2 separate regions of the Mus musculus genome follow, and region 1 is linked to region 2. A link is a contact called in public Hi-C data. All regions are on one chromosome and are shown on one strand. Each heading gives the region's core, a stretch centred on a gene start, on an enhancer-like site or on the middle of the called end of the contact. The rest is flanking DNA. Distances are from core to core; before and after follow the strand shown. Region 1 overlaps Armc9 (armadillo repeat containing 9). Region 2 has its middle 9.1 kb from the start of Nmur1.

What was found. A called contact is a pair of places that touch in the nucleus more often than the background predicts.
Region 1: a Hi-C map of bone marrow-derived macrophages shows a contact between it and region 2, with 28 read pairs. The contact joins two enhancer-like sites. A contact is called at or near these places in 3 of 39 promoter capture datasets (embryonic stem cells and neutrophils), 1 of 15 datasets of contacts at CTCF or cohesin (large pre-B cells), 4 of 484 Hi-C or Micro-C datasets (B cells, bone marrow-derived macrophages and embryonic stem cells), 12 of 115 datasets of contacts at active chromatin or transcription factors (the HPC-7 cell line, bone marrow-derived macrophages, craniofacial prominence and 7 more) and 2 of 9 other capture datasets (adipose tissue and liver).

What each region holds. Positions count from the first base shown.
Region 1 is chr1:86,174,968-86,181,482 of GRCm38.p6, reverse strand. Armc9 (armadillo repeat containing 9) reads right to left here. Exons shown (of 25, transcript NM_030184.2): 9 at 4,571-4,669. Among named protein-coding and RNA genes, the nearest start is that of Armc9, 23 kb to the right of the region's middle. Within about 2 kb of position 2,317, at least 52 of the 459 cell types and tissues checked have an H3K27ac peak or open chromatin away from gene starts, as enhancers often do. A contact at or near this core is called in bone marrow-derived macrophages, where this site is marked.
Region 2 is chr1:86,375,774-86,382,248 of GRCm38.p6, reverse strand. No RefSeq gene overlaps it. Among named protein-coding and RNA genes, the nearest start is that of Nmur1, 9.1 kb to the left of the region's middle. Within about 2 kb of position 2,803, at least 61 of the 459 cell types and tissues checked have an H3K27ac peak or open chromatin away from gene starts, as enhancers often do. A contact at or near this core is called in bone marrow-derived macrophages, where this site is marked.

The DNA of each region.
Region 1 (6,515 bases), core at 1,068-3,567, 200 kb after region 2:
GGCACACAAATGTCTCTGCCGGGATCTGTGGAAAGAGTCAGGAAGTCTGTGTCTGGAGCTAGGGAAGGTCATGGTTCTACCAACTGATTGAGGGCTAACGGTGTGAACTGCCACGGATTTGTGGTTGGGAATACAGGACATTCATCTGTGTGCGAGGCAGCACCAAGGGGACAGGATCTCAGCAGGTGACTCTCACCACACTGAGCCTGAAGTGGAATGGCCATGTGGACAACTGCAGGTATCCTGTGAAGACCTAGAGAAGTTACAGGAGTGCGATGGCTACAGTTGCTGAGGCTCTGCCAGAGCCAGGGCCACAAAACAGGGAGAAGAGCCATGCTTGGCTCCATTCCTCAACAACTGAACAGACCACCCTGAAAAAGGGGGACAACCACTATAGCCTTTGTAACACTTGACTAAAACAAAGGAGAGTGCAGATGCGGCTTCCCCTCGAGGTCTATCACAGAGTAACTCTCATTTCCAACACATCCTTACCTGGAGACATGGGGAAAACAGAGGGTTAGTTCCCAGTTGTGCTGTTTGTCCAAGTAAGGATGCACTTAAATGAAAATGTCTCACGGACTCCTAAGTCCTGGAGAGTCACTACGGGGCCTTGAGACTCACTTGAAATACGGCTCGAGTTTCAACTGGAGGATTGGCCAGGGATCTCTGACACAGTCGGTCACCCTCTTACACCGTCCTATCCAGGCAGAGCTTTGGAAGGACTGTCCCTCACCTGGCCTTATGTATACTCATCATTTGGAGTAAAATGGCAGAGAAAGAAAGGATGAGCCGTGCAATTTCACAGCCATAGGCTAGCCAGTCCTCTCCACCCAGAGAGGAATGGCTGGATGTACGATACTGCCCTCAAACTTTACAAAGTGCCGGACATCTTTAATCCCAGTGCTCAGGAGGCAGAACTCTTGTGAGTTCAAGGCTAGTCTGGTCTATACAGTGAGTTCCATGATAGCCATGGCTATGTAGAGAGACTCTGTTTCAAAAAACTGAACACCACCGCTACCTCTACACAGCACAGGAGCTAAAAGCATACTAACAAGAACAGAATGCCCTTAAAAGCATAGTTAGGTTTGACAAGGGGGGTACTTGCATGGAACCCCAGCACGGGGAGGGGCTGAAACAGGGATTATAAGTGTGAGGCTAGCTTGGGATCCTGTCTCAAAACAATAAAAACAACCACAAATGTCCTAATAAGCTAAAGAGTGAGCTGTAAAGCAGCTTAAGTGTACACATTTTTAAAGGTCTGGAGGATGTGTGTTTAACCCAGGCAGATGGGAAGCTATGGGAGGCAGCTGAGTTGAAAGAATTGGTTTGTGTTCTGCCAAATTTACTGTTAAATTGCGATTTCCAAGCCAAATGTTCATATGGCCCTAACCTGTATTGATAAACTGACTCTTCAGCAGGTCGTACAGGGATGAGTTGGCACCAGGTTCCCTCTAACTGCATGGTGGTGACTTGTGTAACCTGAGCACTAGGCATGCATTCTGTATCGATGGGGATCCAGAGAGTGGAGAGATAGCTCAGAGCTTAGGAGCACTTTCTGCTCTGGAAGAAGATCTGAGTTCAATCCCCAGCAATGATGTTTGGTACTGTACTCACACACATATAAACATAATTAAGATAATAATAAATATTTTTAAGACAACAGGGATACAGTCTATAAAATACAATTACATGTTTTTGTCTTTGTACAAGATTGAAGGCCAGGCATGGTGGCACATGCCTTTAATCCCTTGGGGGCACTTGGGAGGCAACGGCAGGGAGATCTCTGAGTTCCAGGCCAGCCTGGTCTACAGAGTGAGACTGTCTATAGTGCCATGCCATTACCACAGTACTCAGGGGCTACTGTTGGCTGCTGTGAAAAGGCCATTATGTGGCGTGGATGTCTTTCTAGAATCTTAGAAAATTGTCTTTTCTCCTGTGCCCAGGGGAGAATCCTGACTTCTCACTAGGCAGCCGATAACACACTCTGATTCCTACCTATCCCAGTTCTGGCCCTTTAAGGCAAAGATGAGGGAAACTAGAATTAGGCCAGCCACATGAGGACAAGGGGACACACGTGATTCACTGTCACAGAACATCCAGGAGAATCCTCTACCTCAAAACACAAGAATATCACCAGTACCAGTCCTGGGAACAACTGCATTCACCTGCCAGCTCTGACAAGGTAGCATTTTGGACACAGTGGCCTGGGCATGAGCAGACAAGGGCAGGCAGGAAAGTCTTTCTCCTCTCCTGGAGTCTGTGAGGCCTCTGCCAGTATGGCACTTCTTTTTTCTAAGTAGAGGGATGACTCACTGAGTTTATGTGACAGGGCACACCTTGCTGTGTTCCACCTGCCCACCCATTCCTGCCAACTACAGAGCCTGCTAGAGAAAGGTTACTTCTGCTCATCTATGCTGCCCCCATGTGGCTGCTCTGTGGTAAGGCCAGCTCTTGGTTGTTTATGCTGCCCCCGTGTGGTGGTTCTCTGGTAAGGGCAGCAGTACAGGCTTAGCAGGCTGTCCAGAAGTGATGACTCCTGATGACATTCTCCACAAATGAAGCCCATGCTCTCCAACGAGAGCTTTGCCAGTGTTGATGGTGATCTCTGCACACCCGCTGAGCAGTTCTTTTGTCTTGTATTCTAATCCAGAAGGGTGTGTGTGAAGCAATCCAGATTGGAAACCAGTGCAGTGAATTTTACAAACAGCAGTGGGCTTCAGGTGGGTGGTCAACGGCCTGGCTTGAAGCACTGACCCAGCAGTTATGAGGCTCGTCAGGGACTCTGTCCAGAGTGGACCTCCCCCACCCAGCCTCTGACCAAGCTCAGGCAGGTCTGAGCTCCAGGGTGCAGGTGGGCTCCTGAAATTTGAGGGTGTCCTTAGAGACACTGGTAGTCTTCCAGGGTTACGAATCCCTGAGTCCACACTGTGCACTCTTAGATGTGCTGTCCTAGGAAAAGCATGTCACTCCCCAGAAAACACTCAGCCCGGGATGCAAACCTGAGCCCAACCCCAAGGCAACACCAAACAGGTAAGGGGAGTAGCCTGCTTTTCTAAAGGAGGACTACAGTTTCCCCAAGTGTCAATACAATGAGAGCCAAAGAAAAGACCAGGGGAACGGTCCAGAGCAAAGGAGCTACAGAGTCCAGACAACGCACACAATGCAGACCTATGTTAGTGGCTATGACGAGCAGGAGAGGTTCCGCTGACAAGTGGAAGTGGACAAATTCGATAAGATGACATACTGGAGCTGATAATTCTGTGATTAGTAAGAGAATAATAATCTTCACCTTGTCCCTCTCTTTGGTTTGGAGATATGGTCTCCCTTTTCAGCCCAGTCTTCTGTTCCCTGTGGAGTCCAAGCTAAGCTTTAACTTCCTGCTCCTTCCTGCTTCAGCCTCTTTAATGCTGGGATCACAGGAGAGAGGCTGACCAAGGCAAACAGTTAAGGGTACTTGCTGCTTTTCCAGAGGACCCAAGTTCTGTTTCCAGAACTCAAGAACTCTGGAGATCCACAACCTCTGGCCTGTATGCATTCATATGCACACAACCACATGCAGACATGCTACAAAGAACTAAAAATAATAAAATAAACCTCTAAAAGAAAAGGAAAAGAACTCCACTTTGGAGTCAGGTATGGTATCCCATGTCTGTAATCCCAGCACTTGGCCGGTAGAAGCATCAGAGTTTAAGGAAGTTCAATGCCAGTCTGATCTACATGAGATCTTGTCCCAACAAAGCAAGAAAGCAGCAATAAATATACACCAGCCTGGCAAGTATGTACAAATGTTTTATAAACCCTATTGTGTTTGTGTATGGAGACACATGGGGGTGGGGAGACACACACACATAGAATCACACAATAAATACATGCTGGTTAAGAAGACGCCAATGTTCCTTGCTATGCTTGTGATTTTTTTCTTTAAATCTTTAATTTGCATAAAAAGTTAAAAAGTAAAGTCTTATCTTAAGCCCAATCTCTCACCCCCAACTCTCTTGTATGTGTGTAAGCATGTGTAAGTACAGTCATGTATGTGGCATGTACATGCAGAGGCTGGAGAACAAAGCTGGTTGTTAACCCTCAGGCACTGTCTACTTTTTGTGGAGAGAAGGCCTCTCTCTCCCTGTCCTGCAGCTCACAGTAAGCTAGCCTGTCTGGGTGGCAAGCCTCTGGGACCTGCCTTTGTGTCTTCCCAGCACTGGGGTGTCACACATTCCAGGCCTTAGGGAGCAAACTCAGGTCCTGGTGCCTGCACACCAAGCGCTGTACTGAGCGCTCGCCCTAGCCCACGAGAGTTCTTTTAAAGACAGCAAGGTTTCGATTTGTTCCTCCTGACTCTCAGGCCTCAGTGCGCAGGAGCAGCTGCCATGGTAGATTGAAAGAGCACCTCTCCTTTCTCACCCAAAGGGCTAACCTCAGCTGCAACCTCCTCAAAAATAGCTTTGTTTTCCTTCTGGGAGCTTCTAGCTCCTGAATGTCACTTTCTCACAGGCTTTCATTCTCTCTAATAACTTCACTTGTAAGTCTTGGGGGACAAACCCAGGATACCCCGTCTCTCATGGCACCTCACCGTCCCAGGCCTCGTGAAGTCCACGCTGTGTGCCAGGCTCTGCCGCATCTGGTTACTGAAGAGGCGGACACAGACACTCTGCAGGTACTCGGGGGTGATCTGCAAGGATGAGGGAATCAGGTGAAAGCCATGCAGTTTGCCCATAGGACCTCCGGTATCTACAGCCAGGTGAAAGCCATCAGACTGCCCACAGGACCTCCGGTATCTACAGCCAGGTGAAAGCCATCAGACTGCCCACAGGACCTCCGGTATCTACGGCTCCTGTAGCAGGACCGCAGCTACCTCAGCATCTCCTGGAGACCGACTGATGGGATGGATGGCCATGCCAAAGAGCGCATCGTCCCCTTTGTCCTAGTTTCTGCTACTGTGACAAAAAATACCTTATAAAACGCAATGTAGGTTGAAAGGGTTACTTTAGCTCACTACAGCCCGTCACTGAGGGGAAGTCAAGGTCAACAGAAACTTGAAGCAGCAAGTCACATCCAGTCAAGGGCAGAGGGAATGCAAATGCTTACTACTTAGCTCAATTTCTGCACTTTACATAGTTCAAAATCCAGATCCAGGGAATGGTGCTGCCCACAGTGGGCTGGGTCTCCTCAATCAACTACCTTAAATCAAAACACTCTTCTTTCAGACATGCCTGTTGGCCAGCCTGATGCAGACTCCCTCACGGAGTCACTCTTCCCAGAGGGTTGTAAAGTAGGGCAAGTTAATAATTAAAAGTAACCACCGAACCCTCAGAGCTCTGGGGTAGAGTTCACACACTGACCTAGGAGAATAAAAGTAACTGACTTGTTTGAGAGATGTGGCCCAGCAGTTAAGAGCTCTGACTGCTCTTCCACAGGACAGAATTAAATTCCCAGCACCCACATGGACAGCTCAGAAATGTCTGTAATCCAGTTACAGGCGAGCCAACCCTCTCGTTAAATACAAGCAGGCAAACAACCGATGCATAGCCCATAAAAAAATTAATAAATCATGCTTAAAAAGTGATTACAGGTTTGATCACCGGCTACCCATCTGTGCCTTTCACTCAGTGCAGTTCAGTTGCCATGGAAGCTAAATGGTTTCTCGAGCTTCTCTGTAGATTCAGGGCATAGAGTAAGTGGGCAGCCTTATGTCGTGGCAAGAGTGACAAACTCTCAAATCTGAAGATCAGGGATCCAGCTTTGGATTCCTGACAACATGAGGAGCTCAGTAGCCCTACCCCTGCATTTCCATTCCTGAGCCGTCCATGAGATGAAAGATGCCCAGCTGCCTAGCCCACACTAAGGAGGGATAAGGCCTCAAACGGGCCCAATACTGAGGAATCGCTGGCGGAGTGGATGACAGACATGATCAATAAGCTGTCAAGTGCATGACATGATGCTGACTTCCTGCCATGAAGGCTCAGACTGGCTTTGAACTCGAAATCCTTCTGCTTCTGCCTCCCAAGGCCTGAAATTAAACCCTACCCACCTACATACAAAGTTCAACCATGGATGGTGTTGCTGAGTGTTACAGAAAACAGGTATTCTGATAATTTTTAGGAGAGTAATTTGACAACATATGTCAAAACAGTGACTTAGCAATCCATGTTCAGGATCTTTTCTGCACTCCGAGCAATACAGATTATGTAAGAGTCCTCACGGCAGCACTGTCACAGCAGGCAAAGGTCTCCATCTCCATCACTGGAGATCTGCGAATGGGTCATCGTCACGGCGGGACCCTGAGCAAGCATTTGCAGCATGAGATAGGTGGGATTCACGGATGCCTTTTCTTTACAAGTGTGCTAAAGGAAGCCAGGTATGGTTGTGGGCAAAGACATCAACACTGTGATACACAGGAACAAAACAGCAAGTTTCAGAGGAAGGATGGGTCATAAGGTCACAACCAAACATAAGAACACTGGGTGCATGAGTCTACACTGCATGTATGCACACAAATATACCTCAATCACACACGA
Region 2 (6,475 bases), core at 1,554-4,053:
GTATCCAAACTCAAGGTTGCAACCCATTTGACCCACAGGCTCCACTGTGACGTTCTTGGCCAGCCTGACTAAGCCCCCTGAGTCTCATACAAGTTACAGTGGGAGGAGTTCCTAGATGTTGGCCTAAGAAGGCTCTGCCCCCTCCTGTACTCTGAGCTCAGAAGAGCTGACCAAACCAGGGAAGAAAAGCCACCCTCTCTGTTTGATCTACTATTGCACAGATTCTGGCTAAGCAAAGAGGGGAGGCACAGGGCCCATGAGCAGTCAGCAGAGGCTAAGGGGGAAGGAAGAGATACTCTGATGGCAGTGGGAATCTCATAGAGGCTACAGTGGACCACGGAGCTGAGAGAAAAGTTCCCTGTAGGAAGGGAGTTTCCTCAGGGATGATCCTGGATGTGTGGTGACAGGGTGCACACAGCATGAGGTCCTAAGCACCCTTGGAGAGTGGTGGGCGAGACAAGAGGGATTCTGGGAACAAAGGGGCCTGTGGAAAGATGCTATTTCAAGTTGAGTTCTCAAGGGCCACCTGTCACAAGCACTGGGTAGCCAGCCCATGGGTAGATGTCAGAACTTTTCTCAGAGACCACCTCTGGACTCCAAGAGACTTCTGTTCAGTGTCACATGGAACAGTGTTCCTGAGGGGTGGAGTCCGTGTGTGTGTGTGTGTGTGTGTGTGTGTGTGTGTGTGTGTGTGTGTGTGTGTGAAGGGCTGTTCCACCAGAGAAGCACAGGGAACATGGGAAGACGGGCACATAGGAAGACGTGAGGTATAATGTGCTTCTTGCTGTGAACTTGCCACATCTATCGAGGGTGTCCTCAGGCTCTCAATGGCCAGGTTCCATAAGTCATAGGCCACCGGTGGCTCCTGGAATAGCAGCCAAGCTCGGTCCTTGAGAAAATGGGCTAGGATGGAGAGGGTAGCAGCGATCCCTACCTAGGGCACTCACAGGGCACAACCAGAAGCATCGGCCCTGTAGTGCCCCTAGGGGGCGCTGCTGCTCCTGTGCAGTGTCAGGGTAGCGCTTTGTGCTCCTCGGGCTAGGAGCCAACTTTTCTGAAAGGATATGGCGTGTTTGGGATGTGTGTTGTAACATCTCTCTTTCTCATAGAATCTGGTTCATAGGCATGGCACCCCTGCACTACCGTGTGTGTCGATAGAGACCGTGTGGATGATCCCGCGGTCTCCAAGCACTTCTGCTGCTTAGAGACCTCTCCCCCACTTGGCCTTCTGGCTTGTGGCCACACTATTGTCTTGTAAAGGAAGTTAGGTGAGCCGGGCAGTGGTGGCTCAAGCCTTTAATACCAGCACTTCGGAGGCAGAGGCGGGCAGATTTCTGAGCTCGAGGCCAGCCTGGTCTGCAGAGTGAGTTCCAGGACAGCCAGGGCTACACAGAGAAACCGAAAGAAAAAAAAAAAAAAAAAGAAAATAATAAAATAAAATTTAAAAAGTTAGGTGAGTGTTTAGTGAGGGCTGAGAGTTCTTGCTGTTTAAAGTTCGGATCCACAGAAGCCTGTGTAGATGCCTGGTGTGTGCAGAGGGTGCAGGGGGTGGGGTGGGAGTGGGGTGGGGGAGGGGCCTCAGGCTGGAATTCCAACCTCAGAAGGCACAGGCAGGATATCCCGGAACAAGTCAGCTAGTAAGGTTGGTCATACCTTCAAGCTCTGGTTTTCTGTTTGTTTGTTTTTAAAGATTCCTTTATTTTATGTATATGAGTACACTGCAGCTCTCTTCACACACAGCAGAAGAGGATTCTATTACAGATGGGTGTGAGCCACCATGTGGTTGCTGGGAATTGAACTCAGGACCTCTGGAAGAGCAGTCAGTGCTCTTAACTACTGAGCCATCGCTCCAGCCCCTCAAGCTCTGGTTTCGATTGAGACTCTGCTTCAATAGAGAAGATGCAAGAAGAATCCAGGATAATTCCTGGTATTAACCTTAGGCCTCCACATGCACACATATATACCACATGTGTAAAAAGATACATACACACCATACACACATGTACATTATACATATGTGCACAGGGGCACACCATACACACATGTACATTATACATATGTGCACAGGGGCAGTCTAGGGCTCCTTACCTTGGTACACTTTTCCTCACCCTTAACACACACACACACACACACACACACACACACACACACACACACACACACACTTTTGAGACAAGGCCTCATGTTTCCCACTGCTGTCAAAGTCTCAGTGGAGCCAAGGGTGGTGATGAATTCCTGATTCTCCAGTCGTCCCCCTTTCAGCAGCACCACAAACGGCTGACTCCTGGGGGTTTCATACCCAATACTTCTGGATTGCTGTCCAAGCTTATCAAGGCAACCCAAGCCACAACTGGTAACTCCTGCTGCCTAAGTCAGCTCACACATTCCTGTCCCCAGTGACCTTCCTCCTGTAAAGCCACTGTCAGGACCTCCCCCCACCCAACCCCCACCTCCAAGAGCCAGTAGGATGGGTGCAGCAGGGCCAGCTCCTCCAGGACAGATGGCCTGAAAAGTGACAGGCCCCCTGTAACTGGACCAACCAGAGTCCATGCAGACCCTGGGCCTGAGCCTTGATCCCCATCCTCCCCTGAGGTAAGCAATAAAGCGGTGTAATTTTGTGGTAACCAGACAGCAATGTAAAGGACTGAGGGGACAACCCTAGACACGCTCCTTGGCTGCTACGTTTCCTTATGGTTAAAAGTGTTAGCATCTGGGTGTTGAGTGGTATCCGGGAAGGGCATGGAGGAGCCGGCTGGCATGTAGCCCTGGGCTGGCCTGCCACATCCTACCGGCTCATGTGGCTCTAGAGTGTGTGTGTTGCAGTCTCAGCAATGGTGTTACAGGAGAAAAGTCACTGGGGACAGGAACGTGCAGACCAGCTTCGGCAGCAGGAGTTCCTGGTTGTGGCTTGAGTTGCCAGTGGTCTGTGTGTAGTAATGAATCCACCGTTACTGAGGCTGGAGAGCTGAGGTATTTGAGCTGCGGGGGTGCTACTTGCTACTTTTGTGTTGGTATGAAGTCTTTATTCCACTTAAAGAGTTGGTAGTAGTGTTCTGTATTTTAAAACGCTGTTCCTAGATACAAGCTTTTTTGAGGGTGAGGAATTTCTATTTCTAGGTTGTTGCAAAACCAGAAGGTGCTATATTTAACCACACTAAAGCACCAAAAAAATTGTCATGTTTTTATGCCAATTTTTAATATTTTCCAGCATAAGTAAAGCATTCCATGTGAACGTGAAAAGCAGGCTGATGTGGTGGCTTTACCCTGGACTTGGAGCTCTCTTATGCTGGTTCTTAGTCTTGTTAATAAAATGCAGTTAAAACCAAGGAGCATTTTACTAGCATTTAAAAGTCAAGCAACAGAGCAAGCAAGATGTAAATCTTAGCCGCTGCTAGGAAGAGGGAAATGGGTGGGAGGAGAATCGTTTCAGGCTAAGGAACCTGCCACCGGCAGGTCTCACATGCTGCAAAGAGAGAGCCACCTCCTGCGTGATATCCTCTGATTGCCACATGTGTGCTGCAGCAAGTACACACACACACACACACACACACACACACACACACACACGGAGAGAGAAAGGGAGAGAGAGAGAGGTGATCTAAAGCTATTATTTTTAATTGTGTGTGTGTGGGTGTGGGTGTCGATGGAAGCCTGAGGCACTGGGTCCCTCTGGAGCTGGCGTTACGGTGGTTGTGAGCCTCCAGAGGTGAAGAGTGTACACTCTTAACATCTGGGCCATCTTCCCAGCATCCAAATATAATTAACCAAGAAAAGTGGTGCCTTTGAAGTTAGACCAAGCAAGCTGACAGGTTCAGCGATGGAAGTCAGCAAGCACTTACTTCGTAGGAGTGGGAGGGGAGGCGTCAACGAAACAGTGAAAGGTCCAAAGGGATCAAACTGAAGTCATCAGACTTGGTGCCAAATGTCTCTACTCAACGAGCCATCTCCTGGCCTCTTGATGACAAAAGCTCTGATGTTCCTGGGGAACTTTTGGATGTTGTATCTATGGCGAGCATGACATCAGGAGAGATTATATTCTTTTAGGTCGAGAAAGTTTTAAAAAGCTTAATGTGGACTGGTTAAAATTAGTAAGTGTTAGCTTGATGGTGATTTGGCCATGGGAGGTATGAAGCAGTTTATTGCCATATTAGAATCAAAGGTGGGGCTTAGTCTGTCTGTGGTACCACTGGCCTGGAATCATTGTGTTGGAAACCTACTTGGGTCACGTCATGGAGGTGGAGACAGGAGAATCAGGCTCTCAGGGTCATCTCTAACTACATAGCCAATAGCCCTGGCTAGCCCCACATCATAACCTGGACACACACACACACACACACACACACACACACACACACACACATACACACACACACACACCACCTTCCCATACCATGGTTCAGAGCTTTTTTCAGGGAGTTAATTGAACGATATGGCAGCCAAATTGTGATACGGTACTAAAGCAGATTTTGAACCATTGGGCGAAACTGGCTTGTTCATGTCCTCTTCAGGGAACCCCATGTCTGGGTCATGATTAGAGTTAAGGCCAAAGAATTGGCCTTTTTGGTTGCTATCACAAGCCATTTAAATATATTCGATAATTCTTGGCAGGGTATCCATGACAGTTATACATATGATTCAGTTCGCTCATTCCTGGCAGAACTGTCTTTGTCTTGACTTTGACAAGGACTCTGTCTGGCCCACTTCTCCATGCTTAAATTAGGCTCTGAAAACGAAAGCCACGGCCACAGCTACATTCCCAGAACGAAGGAGCTGAAGATCAGATTCCAGGAAAGGTTCTCTGATTTCAGACCTTATGAAAATGAACTGCTATTGTTCAGTTCGTCCTTCTCAATGAATATGGATCACGCCAGCCAGTGGGGAGCAGCAGCGGCAAACTGTGAGACTTCAGTGCAACGCTACACAGACAGCCAAATATGCCAGCCCTGGAGACTTTCAGAACTACAGATATCTCGGGAACAGTTACCCCACGTACAAAACCATCTTGCCTAGCTCCTGCCATGTTTGGAAGCACTCACATCTGTGAACTGACAGACTCAAGGTTGCTCCTGATTCAAGGAATCAGGGGTGAGTACCCTCTGGTATGTTGCCACCAGGAATCACAGCCTGACATTACTTGGCACCTGCAGGCACGAGCAAGGGATGTCAGATTTCAGATGTCAAGTCTGAGGGCTGAGGCCAAACCGTTATTTTGGTTCCCAGGTCGTGGGTTTTATGGCATGGATGTGGGATACAGTCTTTGCCACTATTGGTGTGATTTTCACACTTTGTATCATACATAATGAGGTCTGGTTATACTTCCAACCGTTTTATAATTTCTGGCCCTCGGGTATTTTGTCTGCATGTATGTCTGGGCACCATGGGTGTGGCTGGCATGCCTGGTATCCTCAGAGGCCTTGGGACTGGAGTTACTGATGGTTGGTGAAGACTTGAGCCCAGGTCCTCTGTAAGAGTAGCTAGGACACCTAAGCACTGAGACATCTCTCCAGCCCCAAAGGCATCTTTGAACCAGGAATAGGAACAAAGGAGTCTAGTGGAACCGTGTGTTTAGTCATCTAGTAAGGTCATCTCTGAGGTTGACAGACCTGCCACTGCTGAGTAATTAATCCTCCTTGGCTAGGGTTGGCACTGCAGTCTCGCTACCCTCTGGGCCTCAGTTTGGATTTACACATGTCTTTTGAAACATTGCTGGCTTGTAGCTGGGTGTAGCTGGCCTACTGACAGACAGGGGTGGGGAGAGCTTTGGCATCACAGGCACCCGTAGGGCAGACACAGCACGGTGTCAGTGTGTGTTAGAGTCCAGGAGTATTCTTTCGGGGATATGGCCCACAGATGTCAGCATGGTCTCAGAAACTCTGTGGCCCAAAAGAGGCTCACCCCTATTGTGGTTTGAATACAAATGTGTCCCCCCCCACACACACACCCAAAGGCCCATACATTTGAATGCTCAGTCACCAGCCAATGGAACTGTCTGAAAAGATTAAGAGGAGTGGCCTTGTAGGGATAGATGTGGCCTTGTTGGAGGAGGTATGTCACTGGGGATGGGCTTTCAGGTTTCAAAAGCCCAAGCCAGGCAGGCCCAGCCAGTCTCAGCCTGCCTCTCTCTCCCTCCCCCTCTGCCTCAGATGGGGATGTAGCTCTCCACTACTTCTCCAGCACTATGTCTGCCATGGCTGCTCCCACACTCCCCACTATGAGATAATGGACAAAGCTTCTAACACTGGAAGGAAGCCTCCAATTAAATGCTTTCCTTTGTAAGAGTTACTGTGGTGGTCATGGTCATGGTCATGGTGTCTCTTTACAGCAATAGAACAGTGACTAAGACACTATAATCCCAGTCCTCGGGCGGCTTGATGATCACTGTTGGTTCGGGGACAGTCTAGGGCTACAGAATAAGACTGACACAAACAAAACAGTAACAAAAAATCCCCCCAAAGAAAACTAGCTTGAGGGGCTG